Linked DNA regions of Rattus norvegicus: region 1 is linked to region 2. Evidence: chromatin contacts called from public Hi-C data. All regions are on one chromosome and are shown on one strand. The core of a region is the stretch at or near the end of the contact, and the rest is flanking DNA. Distances in the headings are between cores, read along the strand shown.

What was found. A called contact is a pair of places that touch in the nucleus more often than the background predicts.
Region 1: a contact with region 2 is called in a Hi-C map of psoas muscle, with 1.4 times the contacts expected there. The contact joins the promoter of Hdac5 here to the enhancer-like site in region 2. A contact is called at or near these places in 2 of 12 Hi-C or Micro-C datasets (the A7r5 cell line and psoas muscle).

The regions. Positions count from the first base shown.
Region 1 is chr10:87,683,926-87,690,904 of GRCr8, forward strand. It overlaps Hdac5 (histone deacetylase 5), which reads right to left and starts at 4,129. Exons shown (of 27, transcript NM_053450.1): 1 at 3,994-4,129. Snora33 (small nucleolar RNA, H/ACA box 33) reads left to right here and starts at 5,065; the gene lies at 5,065-5,196.
Region 2 is chr10:87,620,019-87,627,356 of GRCr8, forward strand. Lsm12 (LSM12 homolog) reads right to left here. Exons shown (of 5, transcript NM_001105843.1): 3 at 3,010-3,119; 4 at 1,352-1,478; 5 at 1-186. The coding sequence ends at 94. Among named protein-coding and RNA genes, the nearest start is that of Tmem101, 15 kb to the left of the region's middle. Within about 2 kb of position 2,118, at least 11 of the 93 cell types and tissues checked have an H3K27ac peak or open chromatin away from gene starts, as enhancers often do.

The DNA of each region.
Region 1 (6,979 bases), core at 2,879-5,378, 66 kb after region 2:
AGTCTTCCTTGGGAGGGCCACGGGACGCACACAAAGACCCAGGAGTCCCGAGCCTGCTGCTCTCGACTCTGGGGCTATAGAAGGGTATATTTCAGATCAGGGTTCAGAACTGAAAGACCGAGACTAAAACCAAAAGAACCTGTACAGCTCTGGGACCAAGTTCAGGAATGCAGCAGGTGGGGCTGTTGGTGTCCTGGCAGAGCCCGCGTGGGCAGGCCAGCTCAGCCCATGCCCACACCAGAGCTGGCGCCCAGTCCCGCTCACACCCTTTCCCGTGGGTTGAGGAACACAGGTTCAGAAATTCCCACGACTGCCAGCAAGTCTAAGTAGCCCAACCCATCTACTTAATGAAGAAAACCTCCACAGTGGGCCACTCAAGACGACCAGATCCCAAGGGACCCAAAATTGATGAAGCTCACCCCTTAACCCCCATTTACCCTCACCTAGTATTTCTTTGGATCTCCTCCCCTGGGGAGAAGAAGAAACATCTCCTCAAACTCACACCGTGGGCTCAGGATGTAGTCATGCGCTATTGCTCCCCCACAGAGTGGGACCCAGAGACACCATCCACCTGCAAATAATGGCTTCTACCAAGCCCCAAGACCCAGTTCACAGATCTTCCAAGTGAACGAGACCCACCAGCAGGGCTTCCTGAAAAACAGTAGAGCCTCCCCAGCCTCATCAAAACAGACCTAACTTCTTGTCTAGGGCCAGGCAAGGAAAGAGCAGGCAGTCTGAGGCGTCTGCACGCCTCTTCAACAGAGAAGTGGCCTGCTATTGTTACATGGGTGGGTAGCTGGGGACCAGAGCTGTACAGCTGCTACGCTAGCCACCACGTGGGTGACAACTCAGTGTGCCAACTTCAGCACCCCCAAAGTCCTGTTCCCCTCCCCCCAATAGTCAACTCTATCCTTCCAGGGTCGGCTACTCCAGGGTCTGAACCTACTTTCTACCTCCATCCAAGGCATCCTGACAAGGAAGGGAGGAGGGAAGGGCAGAGCCCCCACCTACAAGCTCTATTAAAGAAGGCAAGGCAGAAACCCTAGGGCAGCAGCACAGTCCTTCACCACTCATCAGCAATAAAAACTCTAGCAGAAGGTGGGAGGAAAAGGAGACAGGAAAAGGTGACCAGAGCCATACCATGACCCGAGGGCCACATCACTATGCCTTCCTACAGAGATCTTGTCCCTCCAACAGCTCCCTCCAAATTCCCCTCCAGAATCACCAAGCCTCCCACTCCCGACATGCCAAGGGAGCCTGAGAGAGGCAGGCCCAAGTCTTGAGCCCCTAGTCCAGGGCCACTCTTAGGTCAAGGGCTACTCCCCAAATCAGAGAACAAGGCCTAGCAGTTTGTACCAAATCCTATGCACCCAAGATGGGCTTCGCTCGTCGCCTGGCAAAGCTCAAAGCCCAAAGCCCAGACATCCCATCGAAAGACACCAGCAGTTTCTCATCTCGACCCCTCCCGGCTTCAGCCACAGCAGACAACTGTTCCCAGCCTCTTCCCGGAGCCTCCACTGCCTTGTGCCTACCCTCCAGCTGAGCCAACAGAAGTCCAGGAGGATGGAAGCCACACAGGCCCCCAAACTAGGGAAAGGGGGAAGACAACAGGGGAGTGGGGGGGGAGGCACCAGGCTGACAAATTCATTTTTGCAACCAGCCCATTTCTGTTTGTCTGCTCAGACGCAGGTCCAGACATCTGTACAAACCAGATGGAGGAGGCTGCTATTTCTAGAAAAAAAAAAAAAAAGGAGGGGGGGAGGGGAGGAGGTGGAGACAGAGGGCATTAGACTGGGTCTGTTTGCCCTAAAACTTCAGACAGTGATGATCTCCCCTCAGCCCCCCGCCTCCCCAGCACTACCAGACAGGGCTCTCATTCAAGAAAGGGCTGAGGTTGGGGCTGGGGTGAGGTGGGTAGGGGAAAAGAAAGGGAGAGAAAGTTTAATTAGCCAAAGTCAGCTACAATAGGCCCCCTCACTGGCTGCACCGCGTTTTCATTCATGAGCAAGCGACAGTGCTCCAAAGTGCCAAGAACTGCCGCCCCCCCTCACTGAGTCTTTCTCTCACCCCCCCCCCAACAGGAGTGAGTCCTCTAGCAGGCTGGCTGAGCCCGATGCTGTGTTCCAGACACCCCTCCTCAGAGGGACGTGAGTAGGAAGAATTAATTATTGAAGAGCAGCTGGTACTTCAGCACCGACTGCCTTACCCCCCCAGTTCCTAAGGCTGTCCCCCCCTCCTCTCCCATACAAAACAACAATGACCCCCCTTCCCAAGCCCCGTGCCTAAGCGCACAGCTAAGATACCAGCCCCAAGAAATAGAAAGCAGAGCTTTTAGCTCTGCAGCTACTTGGGGGTAGGTGGTGCGTGTGACACGGTTACCCCTCCACCTCCAGATTCCACGATCCTTGGAGGATACACTGAGGAAGACGGGGAACATTTGCTACACGTGCACCCGGGACTTGTCTCTCCTGCCCCTAGTGTGTCAGGAGGTGCAGCCTGCTCCTTTAATTCAGGCTCTCTGTCTCTAACAAGATCTAGTCCAGATCCAAGTCTAAGAGGCAAGAGAGAAAAGGAAAGACTTAAGGAGGAGGAGGCAAAGCAAGTTCTCCTCGAGCTTTGTTTAGGGAGGGAAAGAAAAGGGAAGACTGGAACGAGCTGGCAGGAGCCCGTAACAGGGCTCACCCTTAGCGCATCGCATCTCCACAGCTAGCCTGGGCTCCTGGGTCCCACTGTGTAGGGTTTAAGAGACTGGGGATTCTCCCTGCCTGCAACCTTAGAACCCAAGTGGAGGGCCAACAGGTCCCAATGACAGGATTAGCCTGAGGTCTTCTGGCCCAAATCAATCTCCCATTCCCCGTCTCCTTTTGTTCCTAGGATCTGACTCTATCTTCCTTCCCATTGAACCCTAAACTCCTCTCCATTCCATCCCCAAGATCCAAAGCTAATTTCAGGACCCAGAAGCATAGTGGTCACTACCAGAGTGAGAATCCACGTACACACACACACACACACACACACACACACACACACACACACACCAAAAGCAACTGCAGTTGCTACCCTTCCTCTTCAGGGACAAAGCTCATCTCAGAAGGCCAAACGCAGGGACATCCAGTGGTCACCTTCTCCCCGAAATGAAACACACTCGACTCCCCGCCCCCAGCTCTTAGATTAATTACTTATCATCCAGCCAGTTCTCTTCTTCCTGAGGGCCCCAGGGATGAGTGGGGAGGGGGAAGCCGACTACCCCCAAGTTAACAAGGCACTATTAGAACCTCTGCCCCATGAGAAACAAACCCAAGATGAAAACTGGGCGCAGGGGTGGGGTGGGGAGATCTGCCCTAGCCAAGAAAGATCACCAATTCATCTCCCAGCTCTTTCGAGCTCCAGGGTGTCAGACAGAAGAGGGTGGTAATAAACGCAGTAACGCCTCACAGGCGAGGGGGTGAATAGCACAGACAAGTAAGGTGGGCCCCGCAGTCCTCTTCCACCTGCAGGGACGTCAAGGACATAAAATCAAGGGTATGTTCTTCGCCACTTGGAGAAGCACTGTGGGTGGGCTGTGCCCCTCACCTCAGAGTAACAAGAAAGGGTGTCTAGTGAAGAGAGAGAGGGTCTGCCCAGAATCCGGGTAGCAAGGCTCAAGTCGCGGTTGCAACGGATTAGGAGCCGCTGGGGAGGAGACAAATCAGACATCCCCGACTGGTCTGCGGGCCATTTGGGGGCGCGGGGTGCGGGAAGATCGGCCCCTCCCTTACCTGCAGAGAAGGAGCCCTGCAAGGGAGGGATGAGGAGGGGCGCGCGCGGCGAGCCAGAGGCAACACTCCCCGGGCCCCGCGACGCTCCCTGGGGGTGCAGGCTGGCTCGGCGCGCGCGCCGGGAGGAAGGACAGGGTCGTGGGGAGCCCGCGGGCAGCGACGGCGGGAGGACGAGACACTGCGGGGCGTCCCGGGGCTGCGGGAGGTGGGGTCCTGGCGGGTGCGGCGCGCTCACCCGCTGAGGCTCGAGCTCCGGCTTCGCGGGCGGCGGCGGCAGCAGCGGCGGCAACAGCAGCGGCAGCGCCTCCTCGACGGCTCCTCCATCTTTGCGGCGGCTCCTCCGGCTCCGCTCGCCGCCGCCACCAACAACAACATTCGGAGACGTCACTCCCGTCACGTGACCCGACCCCGAGCTAAAAATAGGCTCAGACCCCCCCTTTTTCGGGCTTCAGCCGAGAACCCTCCCCTCCCAATCGGCCCTCCCCTCAGATGGGCGGGACCAATAGCGCCACCGTGACAGCTTCTTAAAGGGCCAAAACCCAGCCCAAGGTTAGGCTGGGGTGGAAGTGGCAGGGAAGGGGTCTCGATCTCTTCGCCAAGTAATGAAATGAGTAGAAGCCGGATCCCGGCTGCTGCAGGGGCTGGATGTGTGGGATTTACGATTTTGTTCTCTGTGCTTTTTCGACTTCCTTTTCAAACGGTGGATGGTGCAATCTTTGCCCGCCTGAGCTGTTCCCTAACACGCCCTTCCCTTGTTAGGAGGAGGGCATGGGGTGGAGGTGGGGTGTGGAATCCTAGGGGCTGCCTCGGAAGTGGAAGCCTCTGCAGGAGCGTCGAAGCTGAAAGATTAGCTTGGACAATCTCTAACCCATCGTGCCTAATCAGGCAAAATGCTGCATCTTAATGAAGAAATTCCTTGGAGAAAGCCAGCGTAGGTTGTCACTGTCCCTGGCCTTCAAAGGAACCGACCAAGAACCTAAAAGACCGCTGGTCTCCAACTTTGATACCACACATACCACCATGTCAGTGGAACTGAACATAACTGTGTTATTAACCCTACATAGTTTTGTCAATGACCTAGCAATTCTCCTAGGGAAAATGTATTCTAAGAAAATATTGTGCTCCAAAATGAGCATAGAAGGAGATTGCTTATAATATGAGATGTTGGAAACAACCTAAATATCCATTGTGTAGGTATCTGCGAATAAACTAGGGGACCTCTATTCAGTAAGTTATCATGCAGACACAAAATTATATAGAAATATATAGAGAGAAAATTATACAGAAATGTGTGTATATTTATTTATAGCCAGCCAATTAATCTGCTTATCTGAATGTGTTTCTGCAATAATTTAGAAAATGTTGGTAATAGTGTTGTCATGTAGTGAGCCTTAAAGACAAGTGACTGTTTTTAAAATCCCTGAAAATGGCTACAATATTGTAAAAGTTATAATTATACGGGTCTACAGCCTGGAGCATAGCTTGGAAGTAGACCAGGTGGGTAGCATCTGAGGCCTGTGTTCGATACCTAGCATCCAAAACAAAACAACATAATGACATATTCACTTCACGCTCTTGTTTTAAAGCAGAAGATGATGGTGAACGCCTGTAGTCTCTGCACTTGGGAGGCAGAGGCAGGCAGATCTTTGTGAGTTCAAGGCCTGCATGAACTACTTAATAAGTTCCAGGAAAGCCAGAGCTACATAGAAAGAAATTGTCTCAGAGAGAGAGAGAGAGAGAGAGAGAGAGAGAGAGAGAGAGAGAGAGGAAGAAGAAGGAGGAGGAGAGAGAGAGAGAGAGAGAGAAGGAGGAGGAGGAGGAGGAGGAGGAGAGAGAGAGAGAGAGAGAGAGAGAGAGAGAGAGAGTGTGTGTGCAAGGTCATCCTCCACACCAGTGAGTTAGAGTCCAGTGTCAGCCTGAGTGTCATGAGCTCCTATTTCAAAAATAAAAAAAGCATATGAGAAAAAAAAAAAAAAAACCAAAGCCATACCCAACAGGGACATTGATTTACGCCAGGCGGTGGTGGTGCACACCTTTAATCCCACTTGGGAGGGAGGCAGAGGCAGGCAGATCTCTGACTTCAAGGCTAGCCTGAACTACAGAATGAGTTCCAGGACAGCCAGGGCTACACAAAGAAACCTGTCTCAAAACAAACAAAACAGAATATTGATTTGTTCCAGTACTAGATGCAAAAATTCATGTGCCTGACACTGTATGCATAAAAAAACCTAGGAGACATAAACCAAATGTTTTCTTTCTTTTTTCTTTTCTTCTTCTTCTCTTTGTTTGTTTGCTTTGTTGTTTTGTTTTGTTTTGTTTTGTTTTGTTTTGTTTTGTCTTTCAGGAGAGAGTTTCTCAGTGTAACCAGCCCTGGCTGTCCTGGACTTCAATTGTAGACCAGGTTGGCCTCCCAAGTGCTGGGATTAAAGGCATATACCACCATGCCCAGCAATGTTTACTTTCTTTATTGACTTCTTCTATGGCCCCTGAAATTTGAAACAGTCACATGTAAAAAAATAATTAAAAAATGAAAAAAAAGGACATGTGTAAATGGTGCTGAAATGAACAGTAAAGGTTTCTCCTATAAAGTACCTCATGACTCTGTCCATGCCGTCATCTGTATCCTCACACCTCCGTCCTAGCCAGATCACACCTTCCTTAAATACAGCAGCTGGATCCCGGCAGCTAATACCATCCCTGATTCCCTCTGGGTCTCCTCCAAAAGTCGGAATGATCGTTTAGAATGCAAGTCTACTGAAGAACAGTTTGGAAAACAATTCTGATTTTGTCACTAGCACCTGTCAGTGGTCCAGAAGTGTGTAGAGCAAGTCACCAGAGCAGCTTGTTCGGAATTGTTCACTCCTGGAGCCCACCCGCAACGCTTACTGTTCAGAGTGGGAAAGAATCCCAGAAACCATCATTTTTAATAGATTTTGCTGCAGCCAGTCCTCTCCTGGATCTTGGGAGAACACCAGCCCAGAGTTTGAGCATGACATGATCTAAGCTTCCCCTCCTAAGTTTAGCCTTTGGAAGTCCAGTCTTGTACCTTTCTCTCCTTTTCCTGTGCCCCATTTCCAGAATGCTCCATTCCCTTCTCTTTACTTCTAACTCATCTCCCAGAGTCCAATTTAATATTACTTCCTGAAAGAGGCCTTTCTTTGTCTTTTAATTAAACGAGACCCCTTGTTATATATACTTTCACTGACCCCAATAATAACTTG
Region 2 (7,338 bases), core at 868-3,367:
CAGGATCCCTTCCCTCCCCCGGCCTGCCTCCGCTGAAGCCACCACCACCATCTCTGTGGCTGGATGCTGGAAGAGTCCTCCATGTTTGTGGACTCAGGATGACAGGGCAGCCTCCTTCTGTGGTTGTTGGGCTTGTGAACGCTGCAGTATCTTTTGGCTTTCCACGTCTCTAAAATGTTTTTCAACCTGCAAGAGACCAAGCAGCCAAGTCAGAAATGGAGACAGGGCGAGGTCTCCTGTACAATCTAAGCCAAGCTTCCCAGGCCTGGCAGTTTGGCTTGCTGTTATCCAATGCTCCCTGCACCCCACCCCAACTGCAAGACAGGCAAGAGAAACCTCTTGTTTCAGCCACATGTGTGGAAGCTAAGCTAAGACTGGCTTAACAGTACAGCTATAAACTAATACATAACAAAATGGGATAATTATTACCACCAAAATCCCTCCCGCCTTTATAACAATGTATTGCATTATTTTATTTTATTTTAAATTATACGTAGTTGTATATGTGCACAAGTAAGAGAGTGCAGGTATCACAGGCCTTGGGCCCACTGGAATATAGAACACAGAGTTGTGAGCTGCCTTACATAAATGTGGAGAACAGAATTCAGGTCGTCTGGAAGAGCAGCAAGTGCTCTTAACTGCTGAGCCATCTCTTCAAGCCCCTTCTTCCTATCTGACATAAATAAAGAAAAAGCTAGTGGGTAGGAAAATTAGTTCTATTATACTTCCTAAGTCCACAACAGTGTAGGCCTGAGAGGTGGCTCGGCTCTTAGGAGCGCTTGTTCTTAGAGAGGACCTGGATTCGATTCCCAGCACCCACATGGTAGCTCACAGCCAGCTATAGCTCCGATTTCATAAAATCCCAATGCCCTCTTCTGACCTCCATAGGCACCAGACATATACATGATATACAGTCTCATATGCATGGATGGATGGTATGTATTTTGCATAAACATATGCAAAACACACCTATGAAAAAAAAAAAAGCCCAAACCCAAGGAGATGTAACAGTGGCCTCTCAACCAGATTAAAAGTTGTTTTACTACAACTGTTACACTCCAAAGCCAAACCTACAGTTCTTAACCCACAGTTAAGGGCATCTACCATTACATGTGCTACAATTCTGCAGTCATGTGGTGTAAGACACGGGGCTGACTGCTCACCCTACCCCACAGCACCAAGGTTTCTATCCCACATCATCCAGGACACGGCTAGAGAGCCCGATGAGCAGGGGCATCAGGCCGCACTGCTAGGAGACAAGGAGCCTGCAGGAGCACAGGGTCCTGCCTGTTGTACAAGAGGGACCAAGCCAAGAACCCACCCTTGCTCCGCAGGTGGCTCCTTTACTTACTATTTTGCGTACATGGCTCAGTGCGCTCCCCTCTTTGCCTTTACAATTTTCCACTTGATATGGGGGTGTGATAACAACTTCTTCCATGACTACAATGTTTTTTTCTTGCCATTTACAGTCTTTAATGCTGGAAGGAGAAGAATATAGATGAGTGTGATATCCTGTGGACAGCCCATTCCTCCTGTTAGGAAGAACTTCAGGGCCAGGCATTGTGGCCCATGTCTTTAATCCCAGCCCCTGGGAGGCAGAGGCAGTTGGATCTGAATTTCAAGTGAGCCTGGTCTACAGACCAAGTTCCAGGACAGCAAGGGCTACACAGAGAAACCCTGTCTAGAAAAGGAAAGGAAAGAGAAGGAGAAGACTACCACTAGACTAGCGGGCGCGCGCGCGCACGCGCACACACACACACGCACACACACACACACACACACACACACACACACACACACACACACACACACACACACCCCTCTCCCAAGCTCTCAGCTCAATACTGAGCCAGAGAGAGGAGACAACAAACATTCTCTGGGCATCTCTGGACAGGAGAGCAGTCACTAATGCACATTATCCTAGGGAGAGCCCAGAACTGTTAGTCTGAAGCATCAGGGGCCTGGAAAATCATAAAACAGTTGGTGGCAGTCTCAGAAGCTCAAACCAAGTTACAAATGAACAACCAGACCTAAATCACTAGAACTGACTTAGTGGTCTAGAGCAGAGGCTGCCAACTGCTTTCTAGACAGTGTCAGATCATAAGTAGCTACAGAAATCTGCCAACAGATGACACATACACAAGGGGGCAGATCTGTCTTGCTGGCATAATCTGCCCACCCTTGACCTAGGGTAAAAATAGCACTTCTAGAAATAGTCATCTGTACTTTGCTCCATCCAGCCTCTACCCTTAACCGTGCAAGCTGTGCCCCACTAGCCCCACTCAATTACCAGATACACAGACACCTGCCAGACCAGGAAGATCCATCTGAGTTCACACATGGGGAATCCCAGGGCAGCTGATGCTACTAAGAGAATTCCTTCACATACCTGGGAATGCTCAGACACACCCGGCCCCAGACAGCTCTACAGCCAGCTGCCATCTGTGCATCAGACCCTGGGTGGTTAAACAGGGTAACAGAAGGCAGCCCATGGGGGGAGGAGGGGTTGAGGAGGGTGTCAAATGTTCCAGCTTTTCAGCACTTAGGGAAGCTAGTAGAGAGTCAAATGACTTCTGCTGTGACAACATGTGTTTTAGAAGGAGGTAAGAAGGTTGCCTTCTGTTCTTCCTAACTCCCTGTATTTGTCCCAGAGCAAACTAGGGAAAGTGATATAACTTCCCTTAATAAAACCACAAGCAATCTTAGAGGTAAGGATGGCAGTAATAACAATAGGAAGCTAATCCTGAGCTCTGAATCAGGGATTACTATTACCAGAGACCCACACAGGACAATGTGATTCCAAACAAGCTTTCACAAACAAAGACTGCAATGACTGATTTAGGATCACAGTATTCTGTGCAAAGGGAGCTCCAAGTGCCACCTCTCAGCCAACAACTGCCCCAGCTGCCCTCGTACACTCTCAGCAAGACAACCACCCAGAAGTCTTTCATCCGACAGACAGACAAAATCAGCTCTAGGAATAGGAACCCCTATGCTCCCCCAACTCACGTCTTGTGAATGGTCTGGAAGAGCTGCTGGCCCTCCAGGGAGACGCCAGCGCTGATTGCATAGGCCTGGCTCAGCTTCTCCTCCTTCTCCGTCCGTGCTTTGCTGGCAAGCTAGGGTGAGGGAAAGGGAAAAAAAAGATTCAGAAAAGTGTTCCCCTTCGTTCTTTCCAACTCAGAACCTCAATCTAAGGAAGCAGGTCAGCAAGGATTGGTCTAGAGTCAGCATGATTAGCGATCCAATGGAACAACCCCCAACACAGCATCTAGTTACTGTTTGCAATTCCTGGCAAGCATCCCTCACCCCTCTTTTCTATTCTTCCCGAGGGCTTCCTATGTGCCAAGCATGTACTGTGCTACTTTAGAGATTCATCCCAAAGAGATCACGAAAACACAAGACAACTTCAGTAAGAAGGAACAAGAAAACGAACATGGAGATGGGCAGTATGACAGGGTCAGGGATGATGGCTCTGGGAAGTGATGGTCAGAGAGAAACATAACCACACACTTCCACTTAAAGAAGAGAGAGTACAGGTCACCCACTACTGCACTAAGCTCAGGTTTAGAAACCACTGTGCACTTTATAACACACCAAGAGTTGAGATACAGCTCTTAGCAATCAATGCTCAGCCTGTCCAGCATGCTCATCTAATAGCCCAAGACTAAGGAACCCTAATCTACTGTCTTCTGAGCTGAGCACAGTCCTGCCCTACTCTGCTTACAGAAAAGCATTCTACCCTGTGCCTGCTGCTTCCCTACCCCCTGGTGGGTCAATCACGAATTGATCAAAGGAAATTCTAGTAAAATCTGATAGTCTGTAAGACTCCTTCTGGCTAGGGTGGGTTCCCTGTCAATCTGTTTTTTCCTACCTTACACTATTACTTGCTAGAAAAACTTTCAGTATGAGACAAAACAAATGTGTTATGCAAGGCAGTTTAAGAAAAACAGGCACAGCTTGAGGGTATGGTGGTGCACGCCTTTACTCCTAGCACTCAGGAGGCAGAGGCAGGTGTAGCTCTGTAAGTTTGAGACCAGCCTGACCTACAGAGCAAGTTCCAAGTTGGCCAGGACTAGAGAAACCATTTCAAAAAATCACAACAAACCAAACCAAAAAACAAACCACCACCAACAACAACAAAAGCAAACAGGCAAATAATACATCTGAAAAGCAAGAAAATGATGTAAAGATTTTTCAGTTCCATCAACACAGTTCATATATATAACCTCATAAAGCTGCAGCACACCAAATACAAACAGTTAATAGTAAATACTTGTGTGGTCAGAGGGGCTAGCTCGCACATGGTGTCATTTTTAGACTCTCCAGGTAAAAGCAGAAACATGACAAACCTCTCCTGTGATTTAAAGCCAGAGATCACCTGGCCTCCAGATATGAACAGATACAAATGTGACAGCAGTGTCATGATTATCTTTCAGGCTTGGCTGCTGTTCTGCCCAGCAGACTACAACTTCACAGAGCCATCAATGTACTTTGAGCAAGTCAATTCCAACTGAAGTGAGAAAGCCTGGAGCTTGGAAACAGAGTTTCTATGGAAAGAGAACTGCTGGTGTGTATTTTAAGCAACAATCAACGCCTTTTCAGGAACCAAAAAAACCCTGGTAACCAACCATGAGGGGTTTCCTTGAGTCTCGATTTCCAAACAATGTCTCAGAAAATGAAGTCTCCAAGGAAAGGAGGCTAAACCAGAGGGCAGTGGCACCTCCCAGAGCCCCTGAGGGCCACAGCTCGTTCCCTGAGCTATGCTTCACCTCCTGGACAATGGAGTCAACTACTTATAATGCAATACCTGCAATTATGCTGCAGAGCCCTCCACTTACTGCAGGTCCTGTGCCTTCAGCCAGCAGTTTACTTAACTGAAGTGTTAGACCTGCCAACCTGAATCTGCCCACACACCCCCACTGTGTATTATTCCCACTGAAAACAAAGTAACTTCTACAAACCAGAGTTTTCTTCTGAGGCCACCTTATAGGCTCAGTGCGTACAAGTACTTGCTGCAACTCCACTGACCTGAGTTCAATAATCAGAACTCATAGGGTGGAAGGAGAACCAACTCCCACAAACTCTCCTGTCCTGACTTTCACATGCATGCATGTGTGTAACCCCCCCCACACCATATAGATTAAAATATATATTAAATAGCTCCTAGTCATGTGGTTTAATGAATACCAGGACATTCACAGAGCCCTTTGCATACTGTGATATGAAGGGGAAAAGGAAGGCTCACAAGAAAATCCAAGCACTATGTACTTCATACTGTCTGCTAGCTGAGCTGTCTTTTCTTATGATCCAAGAAAGCACAGGTGCTGTGGGGACTCCAGAGGGATTCTTACTGCAAGCATTTAGCACACTGAGACAGCTGACAAGAGAAGCAGAGTCCAGGGAGAAACCTGCTGCTGTGACCTACTGACTCACTGTGCAGCTTCTCTTCCCCCTCTGTATTTGGGTCTTGTAAGCAGCTGCCCTTGCACAGGTTAGGCAATAATGCAGCGGCCATCTGAAATGGCTGGTGCTGCCTGCAAGCCTGGTAGGGAGAAGGGGCAGACCAGAGTAGCTAAAAAACCCTCACTTCTGGATCTTTCAGATGGGAGGCATGATCATAGGACTCTCCTCTCCTCCTTTAATGTAACCGACTTTATGTGTCTGGGTGTCTTGCACGCATGTGTATGTTGTGCCCAAGAATCATGCCTAGTACTCAGAGGCCAGAAGAGGTCAGATCATTTGAGACTGAAGTTAGAGACAGGTGTGAGCTGCCATGTAGGTGCTAGGAATTGAACCTGGGTCCTCTGGAAGAACAGCCAATGTTTTTAACAGCTTAGCCATCTTTTCTCCAGCACCCCTGGATGCCCTTTTGATGCAGGGTTTCAGTACATGTAGTTCAGGATGGCCTAGAACTTGCAATACTTCGGCTTGCTTCTGCTTCCAAGTGTTGGGATTACAGACTTGTGTTACTTCAGCTGCTGGGAAATCCTCACTCTTAGCTAGCGATAAACAAGCTCTCAAAAGATATCTTCTAAATATCAATACCCCATGCCTCAGCTTCCTAGCTGAAAGCTCAACCTGAAAGTTCCAGTAAAGCACTGCTCTGAGCCAGGTACAGCACCTGCACCTGTAGACCCACCACCCAGCTTCTTGGAAGGAAGGCTTAAGTGTTATCACCTGAGCCCAGGCTGGGGGCGGGCGGATGGAAAGGAAGGGATAGATACCTCCTTAAAATCTCGGGACAGCTGGAAACTAAAAAAATACAGTACTCCATGGGAAGCTGTGTCCTAGAATAATGCTCAAAGGGGCACAGTAGAGCCAAAAATGCAGACTCAAGCTCCTAGCCCCACAGCAAGTGTTCTTGACCACTAGACTCTATTTTCCAGTTTCACTAACAAGAGTTAGCTCTAGGGCTAATGAGACAGACGGCTGGATGGGTAAAAGTACTTGTCACCAAGCCTGATGATCTGTGTGGAAGGGAGAGACTCCCTTATGTTGTCCTCCAACTACCAAATAAGTACTGTGGTACGTGGATGCCCCAATACATTGATACAAATACGTAAACATACTTAAAATTATTTTTAACAAGAAAAGTAAAATCTAGCCTAATTTTAAAACAGAAAAAGGAAAACAAAGAAAAAAGTAAAATCTAACCAGGCTTGCAATCCCAGCACTTGGAAGGCTAAAGCTGGAGTGCTCGGCATTCCAGGCCAGCTTGGCTACAGAGTAAAATCCAGTCTCAAAACCAAACCAAACAAGAGAGTCACGTCTAAGGCTGACTAGAGTTACAATCTGTAGGACTAACACGGTGGGAACAGAAAACCAAATCCTTTCACCTCCACAAAGAGCATTCACACACCCTGAAAATAAATTCTTAAAATGCATTTTTTTAAAAAAAATTAAGTCTAAATTACTGTTGAAAATGGCTATAAATTTGAATACATAAGCTATCTGGGCTCCAGCAAGATGGCTGAGAAAGTAACAGTGCTTGCTCTAAAAGCTGATCCCTGGAACCCCTGAGGGAAGGGAATGTCCCCAAAGCTGTGCTCTGATCTTTGCGCCTAATAATATGCAAGCATCATGCTCACAGTAGTAATAAAATACTCTGAGACAGGGAACTTGAGTGCAATGGCCTGGTTTAATTAATGGATTCTAGAAAAGGACAGTACCATCAATAGTTCCAAACCATAGCCATACCAGAGAGATGTCTTGGTTAAAATCGGAGGTTAAAACCCTTGGTTAAAACCACAGGAATGGGGGTTGGGGATTTGGCTCAGTGGTAGAGCGCTTGCCTAGGAAGCGCAAGGTCCTGGGTTCGGTCCCCAGCCCCCCCCC